Regions from separate parts of the Rattus norvegicus genome. Here region 1 is linked to region 2. Evidence: chromatin contacts called from public Hi-C data. All regions are on one chromosome and are shown on one strand. The core of a region is the stretch at or near the end of the contact, and the rest is flanking DNA. Distances in the headings are between cores, read along the strand shown.

The links. A called contact is a pair of places that touch in the nucleus more often than the background predicts.
Region 1: a Hi-C map of Schwann cells shows a contact between it and region 2, with 5 times the contacts expected there. The contact joins the promoter of Ablim2 here to the enhancer-like site in region 2. A contact is called at or near these places in 8 of 12 Hi-C or Micro-C datasets (the A7r5 cell line, the Rat2 cell line, Schwann cells and 5 more) and 1 of 1 datasets of contacts at active chromatin or transcription factors (oligodendrocytes).

What each region holds. Positions count from the first base shown.
Region 1 is chr14:79,212,392-79,220,096 of GRCr8, reverse strand. Ablim2 (actin binding LIM protein family, member 2) reads left to right here and starts at 5,125. Exons shown (of 20, transcript NM_001177695.1): 1 at 5,125-5,292. The coding sequence starts at 5,283.
Region 2 is chr14:79,113,454-79,120,336 of GRCr8, reverse strand. Ablim2 (actin binding LIM protein family, member 2) reads left to right here. Exons shown (of 20, transcript NM_001177695.1): 14 at 2,658-2,710; 15 at 3,338-3,476. Among named protein-coding and RNA genes, the nearest start is that of Afap1, 36 kb to the right of the region's middle. Within about 2 kb of position 4,381, at least 6 of the 93 cell types and tissues checked have an H3K27ac peak or open chromatin away from gene starts, as enhancers often do. A contact at or near this core is called in Schwann cells, where this site is marked.

The DNA.
Region 1 (7,705 bases), core at 3,876-6,375, 99 kb before region 2:
TGGCAACCCTCCTGCCATCCTGAACATCCCTCCATTAGATTTGGGAGAAGACAGACTTCTAAGGGGCTCAAGCCCATTGTCAGCTTGAGGTATTTGTGACCCAGCCCTCACTGGCCAGTTCACCCAGTGCTTGCTATGTGCTCCCCCACCACACGCTCCCCTGCTTCTGCTACACGAGCCCAGCTCCTCCGGTGGCTAGCAAGTTAGAGCCTCATGGGTGTGCCATTTCTCAAATGTAGCCTTATGCTCTGCCTCTTTCTGAAGCTCAGATCAAGTGCGTGCCATGTTTATTTAGTGAAGGAAGAAGCAACACTCTTCTATCTATATATCACTATGAATCAAGCAGGAATTAGGAACCGTCTGGACGGATGGACGTCATCCCTGCATCTCTCCTTTTCTGTCCTGCAGGAAGAATTCATGTGAGCCAAGGCTGACCTCCGCTGTCTGCCCAGTGTGGAGACTACTGTTCTTTCCCCTCTCTTTCAAGACAGGGTTTCTCTTGCTGGATGGACCAGGCTGACCTCGAACTCACAGAGATCCACCTGCCTCTCCTTCCCAAGTGCTGGCGTTAAAGGTGTGTGTTGCCACCCACTACCCAGCTGTGGTACTGTGTTCGAGAGAGCAATGCAGAGCGGTGAGTTGGCTGCCGCTCTCGCTCCTGGTTTCACTTGCCATGGCTTTAAATTATTGAGTGGCTGGAAAGGCCCGTAATGACATCCTATTTCATTTGTTTCTCTCCCAGGCTGTGAAGCAGATCAATACCTCAGCTAGATGTGGGCACCACAGCTTTGGCTGGATCTCCCTCTGCTGTGCCTGCCTTAAAGGCAGGAACTCAGCTACATTTCCAGACCATGTCCCAGGTGAGCCTCGCTGCCTCGTAGCACCCTCCCCAGTCACTTCCAGGGAAACCTTCGCAGGCCCAGGGAGAGGGCCAAGAGCCAGGGAGGGGTGCCACAGGTCTGGCTTCTTTTAGGGAATGGAGGTGTCACATTACCCCCACAATTCAGTGGCCTCCTTTCCTCTGTGCTAGAGACCCCACAGGTCTCTGGAGACCAGGACATCCCCTGTGGTCCCTAATATGAGGAAACTCAGCATCCCCTGGCAGTTTTTTTTTTTAAAGATTTATTTATTTTATGTATGTGAGTACACTGTCGCTGTCTTCAGACACACCAGAAGAGGGCATCAGATCCCATTACAGATGGTTGTGAGCCACCATGTGGTTGCTGGGATTTGAACTCAGAACCTCTGGAAGAACAGTCAGTGCTCTTAACTGCTGAGCCATCTCTCCAGCCCCCCACCCCTGGCAGTTTTGATGCTGGCGACAGAGCCAGGCATGAGCTGGAGGTTGAGGCTGTGGAGGGAGGTGGTGGTGACTGGCAATGTCCTGAGCATGGAGGGCACTGACTTAGCAGAGCTCAGGAGAGGCTGCTACAGGGAAGAAGCTCAACTAGAGCCCACAGTCTGAACCTGTGCTTTCCAGAGAAAGCATTCCTGACAGTCAGATGCAGAGTTTAATAAGGTGTGGTCCGGCAGGACAGGCCCCCTGCTCTGACCATTTACTTCCTGTGTGGCTCTTAGAGTCTTATGTCCTTTACAGGCAATGACAGATTTGGGAGCACACAACACCAATGACACATGGCTCACTCTCTCCCCAAACATCTGGGTATATTCTAGTGGCTGCACTTAGCAATGGTGAATGCCTTGGTTTTTTATCTGTAAAATGGAGATGATAAAACCCTTGAGATAATGCATATAATGTTTGACTCGGAAGTGTCTTAGCCCTGCTCTGACTGCCTTGCCTGGCTTGGGCCCTCGGGTACAGTTTCAAACCTCTCCTCCCTTTCTCCACCATGAGCCAGCCAGAGCTGGGTGGGCCTCATGTGGGGCTTGGCTTCCGAGTCAAACATTATATGCATTATCTCAAGGGTTTTATCATCTCCATTTTACAGATAGAGAAACCGAGGCATTCACCATTGCTAAGCGCAGCCACTAGAATGTACTCATGAGCAGTGATTGGCTGGTGACTCTCTAAATAGGTCATAGGTCACGAGCTATCTATTTGTTCTGTGCCTCATCCCACAGTAACCTACATTCCATAGTCAACAGTTAGGCTCCTCTCCTAAGGGTTAAGAGTGACTTCTATGTCTCTAAGGCCAGGTGGGGGTTCTGACAATCCTGTCCTGTCTCCTATGCACCCTGTCTCCTTCTTGCTGCTTTGGGCATCATTTTGAATGTTCTAGAAGCTCTAACATCATCTTTTTTCCATTGGAGCTGAGTACTGAACCCAGGGCCTTACACTTGCTAGGCAAGTGCTCTACCACTGAACTAAATCCCCAACCCTGAAGCTCTAACATCTTGGCCTGATAATACACCAGATCTCTTCAGATCCCAGTCTCCAAGCTAGGAGAACACCGGGTCAGAACACAGGGGACATATGGATGCTTTTGTCTTTAAGTGTTTCCTAATCACAAAGAACTCAGATCCCATGAAAGGCAGTCCTGTACAGAGAGATCCTTCCTGGAAGGGCACGGCTCAATGATGCATTCTGAAGTTGCCAGCAGTCTCAGGGTGTTGGACCACACCCATCCCTTCCCTGTTGCCCTGGTGCCTAGGAAAGCTCCACCCCCCTCTAGGATTCTTCAGAAAGAGACTAGTCAAGCTGAATGCCCTATCTTAAGCCATATTCTGTTGCTGTGACAACATGCCTGAGCCAGGTAGGTTATTAAAAAGTAGAGGTTCTGCGGCTCATGATTCTGGAGGCTAGATATTCAAGACGGTGTCTCCCACATTTTATCTGCTTCTGTCCGAGTCTCAGCGGTCAGTTAGAGTGCTGTGTTCTGGCAGTTATGGGTGCAGAGCCTCCCGTGTGCTCTTTGAAGCCTCTGGCTCCCTCTACAGGCAGGCTGCTCAAACAGCTGCAGTGGAACTCTGCAACACTTAATGGTTGGACTTGGTTTTCCTAAGTCATTGTTGACCGCAGTCATGAATGGATCCGAGTGGGCCATGTTTGGAAGCGGGTGATGGCTACATCTACCTGTCAATAGTCGCCGTCCTCGTGACTATTGTTTATTCAGCATTGGCTCTAGGCTAGCAGCTTTGAGCAGTGTTCCTTGTACTACTTACTAATTTAACCCACGGGTATTCATTGTGATGGGGAAGGTGCGGAAGCGGAGGCATTGAGAGAAAGCCAGTGTCTGAGGTCACCCATAGGTCACAGCCCTGCAGACTCAGAACAAAGGTCTGGCTTAATATATTCAAATAGACTGATTTACCACAAGTCAAACCCAGCCCTGCCGGGTTCTGTGCATTGAAAAGCCGCAACTGGATCAGTCCTACCTTGGTTATCAACCACCTGGGTCACTGGGACCAGGACCTATGTATGGGTCTTCGATCCTGCCCTTGTAAAAGAATTGTGCTGGATCATTCAGCCCCCGTGTGTTGGAAAGTGTCTTCTCAGAGGGATATGCCAATTCCTCTAGAAGTTACAGGCCATGGCATGCTGAGCTCTGAGACCAGTCTATAAGCACAGGCTGCCTGACTCGTAGGGCTTCTGCCAAGTGTGACAGTGGCCTCCACCAGAGGGGAAGACATCACAGCCAACACCCCCACTGTCTTTACCAGTCCGTGTAACCAGTGTGTGTGTGTGTGTGTGTGTGAGAGAGAGAGAGAGAGAGAGAGAGAGAGAGAGAGAGAGAGAGAGAGAGAGATATGCTGGTACTTTGGCCCCAGGCAAGAGACAGGAAAAACGAGTAGCTTCTCAAAGGACTAAACCTGGAGAACAGTATCCGTCCTGTCTTCCCCAGGTTTCTTCAGTAACTATTTCTCCACTGGCTGTCTCAGGCCTGTGAGAAGAATAGTGTCAGAACACTCAAGGGTCTCAGTGGATTCTGGGATTCACAAGCATAAGCTCACAAGGTCTTAAGAACTATCCTAAAAGATAGGGACTGCCCTTAGGTCTAACGGATGGAGGCAGGTGGAGGCAAAACACATTTCTGGAGCAAGTAGAGGCCTGTTTCCATCAGCACGTTTTCGGGGCAAGAGATCCCGGAGGCAGCCCCGTTTTGTTGTGGGCGTCTGTGGCTGTAAGCACAGCTGCCAGCAGCCTCTTGGTTTACAGAATGGAAAAAGGAATGTGCTGCTCCCTCGGGGCTTCTGCTTTTTACTAGAGCCTCTGGCCTCCTGGTCCCCTTTGAAATAGATGGACAATACTGATCACTGGGGAAGAATTTCTGCTTCTGCCTCAGTAGTACTTGGAACAGCCCTGACCCGGGCCAAAACGTCCCTGGCCTTTGCCTCTTCATGCAGTGCGAGAGCCCAGATCCTATGTTCTCATTCTGGGCCCCGTGAATCCATGCTCTCTCATCTCTTTAGGCTGGCTCCTTCCAGTCTCTTGTGCCCACCTGTTGTCACCACCGACACGAGACAGGATCCACCTGCGCCTCCTTATGCCGACTTTCCTTTCAGTCTGTTTCCACGCCCTGCACTGGACGCCTGACGTCACAAGGGAAATCGATTACCGTGTGGGCAGGATGGCGAGAGGGTAGGATGTGCCAGTGCCTCCTCAGTGTTCACTACCTAGCGTCAGCCGAGCCGTAAGAGCGACGCCTGGGGCATAAGGTGAGGTTGCCAACAGCCTAGTTTGGAGTTCAGACACCTGCATCTGGATCCCAACCCGTTCAGACTTCGCCCCGGGTGTGTGTGTGTGTTTCATTAAATCCTGTTCCTGCCTCGCTCTCCTGCTTCAGTTTCCCCTTTTATATTCACTGGGAAGGAAGGGAAGGTCGGCTCCATCACTCCAGTAGAGTTGCTCCAAGATCGCTTTCTCTTGGGCGTCCTTCTTTGAGATTCCAGTGCTGAGATGAGCTACAGTCCTACACACCTCCTTTAGACCGTGTTGACAGCTCTGCAGAGCTCTAGGAGCAGGTGCGGGAGGGTACCTGCGCTACCACCAGTCTGCGCCTGAGCGGAACACACAGCCTGCCGGGACTTGTAGTCCACACGTCCAACTGCGGTGGCGCGCAGGCGGGCGGCGGGGGCACAGCGCCTACACTTCCCAGGATGCGACCCTCCCGCAGCTCGACAAGGGGCGGGACCTAGATGAGGGGCGGGGCAAAGGGGCGGGGCGGGAGCCCCGATCTGCGGTGGCTCTGCGGGCAGCGGGTACTGTGTGCGCCGAGCCGCTGGCCTCAAGCGTGCTGAGGATCGTGCCAGCGCCGCACCTGCCGGCCCAGTCCTCGGGCTGTCGCAGCACGGGGACCACCCTACTGGGAGCTGCCGCTGACATGAGTGCAGGTGAGAGCTGCGACCGGTGATCCGTAGGCTCATAGCTGCAACCCCGGTAGGGTCTCGAGGACTAGGTATACCTGCAGTGCGTAGCCAATTTCTCTAGCTAATTCCTGAGCCCAGCGGCTCCACCCAACTTTTTTTCTCCAGGGTGTGCAGCCCCGAAAGGCCGGCCGGCAGCCTCTATCTCTGAGCCGGGGGCGCGGAGCTGCGTAAGCCGGAATCCCTTCCCACCGTGCCAGCTAGGGTGGCTGCCAGGGTTGTCTGGCAGGCTTCACTCCTTGCCTCTCGTGGGGTCCCAGGTTGCTTCAGTAAAGGGATCCGGGTCCCAGTAAGGAGCCCTGGGTCGCCGCTGCAGTCCTAACCGTGAAGAGAGGTGTGATGACAGGCGGAGCTTTGCAGCAGGGGACTCCGCCCTTGCGCGGTTCCCGCAGAGCCTGGGTGGTGGCGTCTGGCAGACCCTGAGCTCCCTAGGTTCGCTGCTGCAGATCTGAGTGCCAGAGCCTGTATGTGTGTCAGTCCCGGAGCTGTCTGTGCGCTGTGTCCTTCTAGCCCTTCAGTCCTGAGCGTCTCAGCCCTACCTCTCCCGCCGCACCCACCTACAGAGATCTGACCGCCTCTGTGTGATGCTGGAAAATCCCACATCCCTGCAACCCAGCAGCGCTTGTGCTCAGAGGGAAACTGAGATCTAGAGCTGGAAGGCCTCAGAATCACCTCAGAATGCACCCATCTGACAGCCTCAAGAGTGCGGCTTGCTGGGAGGGCTGATCCTTTCACTCCTCAGGAGAAAGGGTCTGGCCTCCATTTTCAGGAGCCGTGGGATGACCAGACTTCAATGACTTGAACTCTGACAAGTGATAGGGATTTGAACCCAGGGTTCCCTGACTCCAGCATGCTTCCCCCCAAGCCCAAGTTGCTACTGATAGCATTGTGGCCCTTGGTTACATTGCATAAACCAATGGATACAGCAGCTTCCTCTAGGAGAAAGTGGACAGGGAGGGAATGAGCTTGGGGGCAGGTTACTGTAGGCTCCAGCCTGGAGTACCTCATCTTAGGGGACTGTCCCCTCTCCCTCCTAGCCAAGGAAGGAGGGACTTCTGCAGTGGATGTTGAGAGTAACTGAGAGCAAGTGGTATGGGAGCCCTCCCGAGATGGCCAACTTGTTACCTGTGGGTGTAAGGCAAAGGCATCCTCAGACTTGGCAGTACCTCCAGACATTTATCTGATGGCGGTGGGGATAATGGCTGGGTGTGTGCGGGTTAATTTCATGCTTTCAGACCATAATTGATACCTCTGGCTCTCCTGTAATCAGGAGCAAGCGTGGGTGCCCACTCCTTCTTGCATGTGTAGTTTTTGTCCCCAGGGGAGGAGGGCTGGGATGGTCATGGCAAGGAGACTGGGTTTTGAACTCTGATGGGTGTCCGATGGTCTACACTGGGACACATTCCCAGTCTTGGCCTGCTCTCTTGGAACTTCGGTTCCCCTCTGAGCAGAAAACCCCTGCACGCAGCAGCCCCCCAGGAGTGTGAATGGTCATCGCCGTTCTGGGTGCTCTGGGCTCCATTTGGAGATAGAGCACAAGTGCTGTCTGGCCCACCTGTGGATCATGTCTTAGCTTTGGGCAGCATACACAGCAGGGGCTCACCCTCATCTACAGGAGGAGAATGGACACATGGGCCCCAGGGTGTGGCTGCTGTATCCATAGGCAGGTCAGGAGCTTTCACTGTCAACAAGGAAAGACTTCACCGGGCCACCCCAGGAATGGCTGGCACCATCCTGGAACCTGGCACAGACAAGTGTCAGGGAGTGATCCTGGTTAACCTGTGTTCAGATGAGCAAGCAATGGGAGCTCCTGGAAACCTTTACTATGCCCTTGGCTAGGAATTCCTTCCCAACTATGGTGAGGACAGAGTGGGTGCCACTGGGGTATGACAGCACAGTGCTGCTCCAATGCTAGTTCTGGTGTGTCACTGAGGCCTGTGGATGCTACCCTAGCTGTGGTTGCCTGTTGGTTTCAAGTGACCAGGGAAAGGCTTACAGAGTGCCACAGCGAGGCAGAAGGAGATGGTGTTCCACGACACCTGGTCTTGTCCTAAATCCAGCGGACTAGTCGTGCCGTTCTCTGTGCCTCAGTTTCCCCAGATGTATGGAGGGAACCTCTACAGTTGTGTGTGCAGTGTAAAGTGAGCCCGTAAGGTGGTGCTGGGAGTCAGGCTGCACTGCAGCCCGGGTGGCCACAGTGGGATAAGGGGGCTGGGAATCAGGAGTGGGTGTGATGGACCCTGTGCTGCCTCTGCCACCATGCACTGGGTCCTGAGTACTGGGACCTGTGTACTTGCTAAGCCTACATGGACCTGGAGGCTGCGATGAACCTGGCTGAGCTGAGGTAGAGATGTGTGTGTGTGTGTGTGTGTGTGTGTGT
Region 2 (6,883 bases), core at 3,132-5,631:
TGGATGGATAGTGCATGGGTGGATGGATGGATGGATGGATGGATGGATGGATGGATGGAAGAACTGATGATTGGTTGATACATGATTAGTAGAAGATAAATAGGTGATGGATGAATAGATGGATGGATGGATGGATAGTAGATAGATAGATAGATAGATAGATAGATAATAGATGGATGGATAGATGATGGATGGATGATAGATGGATGATAGATAGATGGATAGATAGATGGATGATAGATAGATAGATAGATAGATAGATAGATAGATAGATAGATAGATAGACAGATAGATAGATGGCTTAGTGGATGGATGGATGGATGGATAGATGATAGATAGATAGATAGATAGATAGATAGATAGATAGATGGCTTAGTGGATGGATGGATGGATAGATGATAGATTAGATAGATAGATAGATAGATAGATAGATAGATAGATAGATAGATAGATAGATGGCTTAGTGGATGGATGGATGGATGGATAGATGATAGATAGATAGATAGATAGATAGATAGATAGATAGATAGATAGATGATGGATGGATAGATGGATGATAGATGATAGAGAGATAGATAGATAGATAGATAGATAGATAGATAGATAGATAGATAGATGATGGATGGATAGATGGATGATAGATGATAGAGAGAGATAGATAGATAGATAGATAGATAGATAGATAGATAGACAGACAGACAGACAGACGGCTTAGTGGATGGGTGGATGGTTAGTGGATAGATACATGAGGAGATTCATGGGTTAGTGTCTGGGTGGACAGGTGGATGAGCAGGTAGGATGAGTGGGTGTGTAGAATGTCAAGAGAGTACGTAGATGAAATGGATGAGCAGCCAGAGGCACACTTGTGTGGCACATCAAGGAAGGAGGGAAGCGATGCTGGCAAATTACCTTCAGGGTTGACCTCTTGCCTATTCCTAGCATGGCAGACCTGTAAGCTGCCTTTCATTTCTTGAGGCACTGTCTTGCCTGGTCTGCCTGAATTAGAGGGGTATGGTTGGCATTTTCCATTTCACAGATCAGGAAACCTAGGCTCAGAGTTGTTACGGAAGCAACCTACCAACAAGGCAAAATGCCTTTGGCTCTGGCCTGGCAAACTGCACACCTGCCGCGGTTCGTAGTGTTGGCAGAGGACCTCGTTAAGTCTCCATGGAGCATTCCCTCAGCAAGCAGAGAATTATTCTGGAGCCCTGGGTGGCATTATGCTATTGTGTTAGCCTTAGCTATATGAAATCTTGAAAATCCGTGGTCTGGGCTACCAGGGTGGGATTTCAGATCCCAAAAAAGCCCCTAGCACACATGGTGGAGAAGAACTGTCAGAGCTTAGAGTGGCCCCAGCATGCTTGTCCCGGTGCCCTCTCAGTGCTGGCGCAGTAGCCACATTTGACAGCCATTGCCTGAGCAGCAGGAGTCACACAGCCCACCTCTCTGAGTACCCCCATTGGACCTCCCCAGCAGGCCGGTAGTTCACTGGGCTCTGGATGTGGAGAGAACAGAGGGTTTACTTTCAACTAAAAAAAAAAAAAGAAATCCTGGGAGATGCAGCAGCCACTGGGGGAGACGCAGAGTCAGCATATCTACAATGGAAGTACTCAGTCTTCAATTTTGGCCCTATCTTGTCAAGGTCCTGTAGCCCAGTCCCCAATGTCCAAGCTCTCTGGCCTGGTGTCAGTTTTGTCCTTGGTGGTGCAGGAGGCAGGGCGCTCCAAGAGATGGGCAGGGCTGAGCCCACCGCAGGCTGCAGGTAAGAAGCCCGTCTGCTCTCCTCCCTGAGCTCAGCCCTAGCTGGTGAGGCTTCCAGAAATTGCTGTGTGCATGGGTTTGGGGTAGATCTTGGTAGGTCTCCCTGCACTGACCGGGTCCTGAAATAGACCAGCATGCCTTGCATGGTTTCTTTGTTTACTCCTGGTCAGCCCAGGAGTAAACAAGGTCAGCCCAGTGGGATGACAGAATGCTGCCAAGAGTCTTCTTGGTAAACACACTGCTGTGGCATGAACTTTTGTTCTGAGTGAGCTCATCTCTGGGCATTCTGTCACTCTTTGATGTTTCTCAAGGACTCCTCCAGTGGCATAGCTCAGGGCTGGGCAGGTAGCTCAATGGGACAGGCAGGGGAAAGCCCAATTCGTGTCACTCTCAGCCCTTCACCTCATTTCATGCTGGTCTCAAAAGTGAGGGATTGCCCTGAGCCATAGGCTCTCCATCTGTGAAATGGGGAAAATCCCCGTTTTGAAGAGCTTGTGATGGGAAAAGAGCAGTGATGCTCAAGAAGCGTGCACCTGTGTCTGTCATCAAGGCCACTGAGACCGAGACCTTCTGTCCCTTCAGGTTCCCCCTCCAAAGGTCAATATTATATCCATCAAAATCCAAATGGCTACACCTGCGAATGTGGTTCCATTTCTCCAGGTTGGAGGCGTGACTAGAATTAAAGTGAGGTGGTGCTTTGCTCAGGGCACAGGCACCTCCTGAGTCCCAAGTCCCTGAGGATTCTGCTCTAGTGTGTCATTCTTCCAGCCTGTGAAAAGCATTCATTGCATTGTCCTTTTCATTGATTTTTTTCCCACTTTTGAGCATTATGTAAAGTAGGGCCCCTGGGACAAACACAGGGTGAGCTGCCTTTACAGACTGATTTTCCCTTCCAGCCGCCAGGCGACTGGACGTGGAGGACAGCAGTTTCGACCAGGATAGCAGGAAGGTAAGAAGGGGTACCACAGCCCTGCGGGATGGGATGGCCACTCCAGGGGAATCTCCACTCCTCTCTCTCTGCCCTTGGTCCCTTGGTCCCAAGAGGACCAAAGTGGGAGCCACACCCACCTGCCTCCTTTAACGCTCAGTATGGGCACATGCTTTGCCAGTGTCCTGACTCTGCCATGTAGCCAGGTCATAGTTCTGGGAGTGAGGAGACCTGAATGTCGACAGAAAACAACCCCAGTGCATTCTGGGGTATTTGATATGAAGGTTCTAGAACAGCTTGGCAGGTGGGCTTTTTGTTTGTTTCTGTTTCTGTTTTGTTTTTAAATGGCCAGAGAGTAGAATGTCACAGACCTTACTGGCATACCTCTTGGATGTGGCCAGTTGTAAAAGTGCCCCGAGAGGATGTGGGCACCAGGCATCACCACAGCAGCAGGCTGTAGGCAGCATTTCTCCAGCTGCTTCATGAACTTTCAGAGTGAGCTTCCTTTAATGGTGAGACTGGTGTGAAACGTTTGGCTTCTCACGGTGGAGTTGGCTTATGGGTTATAAGTACGGAGCTGCTAGAAGCTTCTGGTGAAACGTCACCATTGTAGCCTCAATGTCCCCATAACTTTCTTTTCCTCTGCAGAAGACAACGTGGCTGCTCCTCAAGGGAGATGCAGACACCAGAACTAACTCTCCGGACTTGGACAGTCAGTCTCTGTCCCTCAGCAGTGGGGCTGATCAAGAACCTCTCCAAAGGATGCCAGGGGACAGCCTCTACTCACGTGAGTGGCTCTTCTGAAGCGCACCCGGAGACTGCCAGCGAGGGGCCCCTACTGAGTGGGCCCCCAAATCTCAGCTTTACTCCCCCTAAAAAAGCTAAAAGCAAGAGACAGCGTGTGGATGACAAAATTGGCAGAAAGATTGCTGTGAATTTGAAGCTGGCCTGAGCTACCTAGTGAGACTCCGTCTCAAAAATAAAATTAAAACAAAACCAAAACCTCCCAAAGATCAGAGAGCCCTGGCCTCACCCACCGGCTCTCTGCAGTGACATAGCTAGCTGATGTGCGCACAGCGCCCTCTGGTGGCTCTCACGGAGGAGGCAAGACAGCAAAGAGAACAGCTCCCAGGGCTGCTTTTCCCTGGGGGAGGATGTGGTCATGGCCAGGAGGCGAGCACAGACCTGGAAACTGGTACAAGGCACAGTCCTGGTCCCCATAACATCCCGAGAAAGCACTTAGAGATTCCTAAGAGATATGGCCCAATGTCACGGGTAACAAAGCTGACATATGCCTAGCCTTGTGGGTGTTGTGAAGTCTGGCTTGGGGATGATCCCCAAGCATGGAGTAAATTCCCATCGTGTTGTTCACTGAAGATGCTGTGGGTGCCACCACAGGCTACAGGCAGGCTCAGTCTCACACAGAAGCAGCCTCTCGTCTAAGCTGGGCAGGAGGTTTTCCGTGGCTGTGACTGGGATTCATGGAGATCTATGGTGTGAGGAAACAGAGGGAAACCCTGGTTGCCATCATGGTGGTGCCAACTCTGAGTGAAATCTGGGCTCCCTACTCACTGACTTAGGATAGAAGCCAGAGTAGCAATGCTGACCCTCGGGTCACTAGGCGCTGGGCATACAACAGTGCTCTGCCTGGCCAGCAATAGACAGCACGACCATTCTTCAAACCCTCACTCCCGATCATGCACGGCACTGTTTGACCAGTACACACAGGAAGGGAGGGACGAGTGGAGGTACAGACAGCCAGACATTGTGACCAACTGGAAATTGGAATGTTGTTCTGTGGGAAGTCTTTGTAAGCAGTGGATGTCCCTCAGGATCTCAGAACATGCACACAAAGCCGATATCAATGTGAGAAGGCACACCAAGCGGCCCCACAGGTCTGGGTCTGCTGTAGGTTCTTTGGGGGAAGCTAGCTGAAGGCATGGTGAGAGGAAGTGGAGATTCCCCTGTGCGTGCCTGTGTCTGCTGGGCTAGCTACAATATCATCCCTCAGTGCTCTGCCCAAGGATCTTTGTTTGCCCTGGGTGGTTGCCTCATGCTGGGAGTGCACAAGTGCTTTGTGGGACTTGAGTTTGGGCAATGAAGGCTTCTCCACAGAGCAGAACATAGTTACCCATAGCCCTCACTGCCTTGTGTAGTGTTCTGGCATCTGGGCATTAGCTGGGGACTGAAATAGAATGTCGGTGTTTCAGGATGGTATTTTTCAGGGTTTGGTTCTTGATCTATTAGGGGAGTGCCTGGTTCCATTCCCATGACCTCAACCCAGATCTCCCCCATGGCATTCAGCCTGTGCCCCCAGCAATCGCCACTGGAACTTATGGACTGCCTGAGACTCGGGACTGAGGGAAGCAGGACACGGTGTGGGAAGAAGCCAAGCTGTAGAGGTCACCTCTCGGAGTCCTGCTTCTGCTGTTGCCATGCTGTGTGGCCTGAGTGTGTACACTATACCTCCCGTGGCACTTTCTCATCTGCCTGTGCCAGGATGATGCTGTTCATCCCAGGTGCTTTTGAATGTGCTGGTCCCTGTGAGGCAGGTTGTATCAGGTGTCTTCACTGGTCATCCCCACAGTGACAAGGGCTTGTCTGTCAGCCACACAGCAAGCCAACGTGAGCGGTGCACACAGGAAGCAGCTGTTATGTGTGTGTACCTGGCCTGTAGGAACCCAGCCACCTGTACTGTACCACAGCTGAGGAGGGTTCTGCACAGTAGGACCTTTACTGAGGGTTTGAACTACTCCACCTGCCATGTACCATGTGTAGTCATGACTGCATCCCCCTGCCTTTGCTTTTCTCTTGGTGTCCTGACTTCATGTCGCCGGAGCAGGGAACCCCCAGGGTCTAGCATTGCACCTGTACCTTTATCTCCATCCCAGTGTGCTGCCCAGTCCCTCGGGGCATCTGTTCTCTGCCAGCTACTGCTATCCTAGCAATGGGTGCATGTTTTATTATATATGCATCTTCCAGCTCTGTGGGAGCCATTGATAGCTGCCCAAGTCTGCAGGAAAAGGGACAGGGTTGGATTTTGTTGTAAGAGGCCTTAGAGTGAGACTTGATGCCCTGAATCCCCTCCCCTAGCTTGCACTCTGTGGACACATGTCCTCTGGACCCCACATTCCTGATCTTTCTTGTCCTATTCTCTCTTTTGGGGACCCTTACTTACACATGTGAGTACAGATGTGCATACACAGACACAGGCATGGTAGTCAGAGATCTGGTGGTATAATTCAGTACCTGGGTCACAAAAGACATTACTTAGGGGTCTCAGTGGTTCCTAGCAAGGCCCCAAAGTTTTCAGAGGAGTAAACCCTTGCTTTACGTCACCAGGTTGAGAGGAAGGTAGGAGGAGTGGGCTCAGGGTAGCTTGGGGCTTTGAGACAAATGAGACTCCCTGACTTAACAATTCAGGAAAAGCAAGAGAAGCCTCTCAGGGGCCACTTCACTCCAGACTGCCCTGTGCCGTTGACATTGGTGTCACCTCCGTGTCCTCCAGCATGATACCCTTGTGGAATGGTGGATGTGCCAGTGTCTGCTGATTAGCTCATTGCCTTCCCTTGAGCCATTCGGCAGCAAGCAGCTGCAGGACAGGTTTCTGTGGCTCTGTTCTTCTCCAATGGAAGGAAGGAAGGAAGGAAGGAAGGAAGGAAGGAAGGAAGGAAGGAAGGAGGGAAGGAAGGAAAGAAGGAAGGAGGGACAGAAGGAAGGAAGGAAGGGAGGGAGGGAGGGAGGGAGGGAGGGAGGGAGGGAGGACAGAAGGCGGGTGAGCCACACTTTGCCCTTCATTCTTTGACCCCTGGAGAGTGCATGGTGAGAAAGCATTGTCCCTCCCTCGTTGCCTTGTCTGTGGTTATGAAGACCAGGCTCCTCTAGGCCTGTCAGTCTCCTAGAAGTACTGAGGGTGGCAGCCAAGCAAGCACCCAGTGGCAGAGCTGTGGCTGAGAGCCCTAGGTGACAGAACACGAAGCTATCAGAACTGGAAGCTCTTTGGCATTTCCAGTACCAAATTGGGGTCCAGACAGGCAGGAGCAGTCCAGTCACCTAGCACACAGACCTTGAACCCCTCTGTGTCCCAGCCCTGTTCTAGCACGGGACCAAATCTGGGTCTGACTGTAGAGCTGCAGTGAGGGGGGACCAGTCAGGTGAAGATTGGTATCTAGAGCATACTGGGAAGGTTGCCAT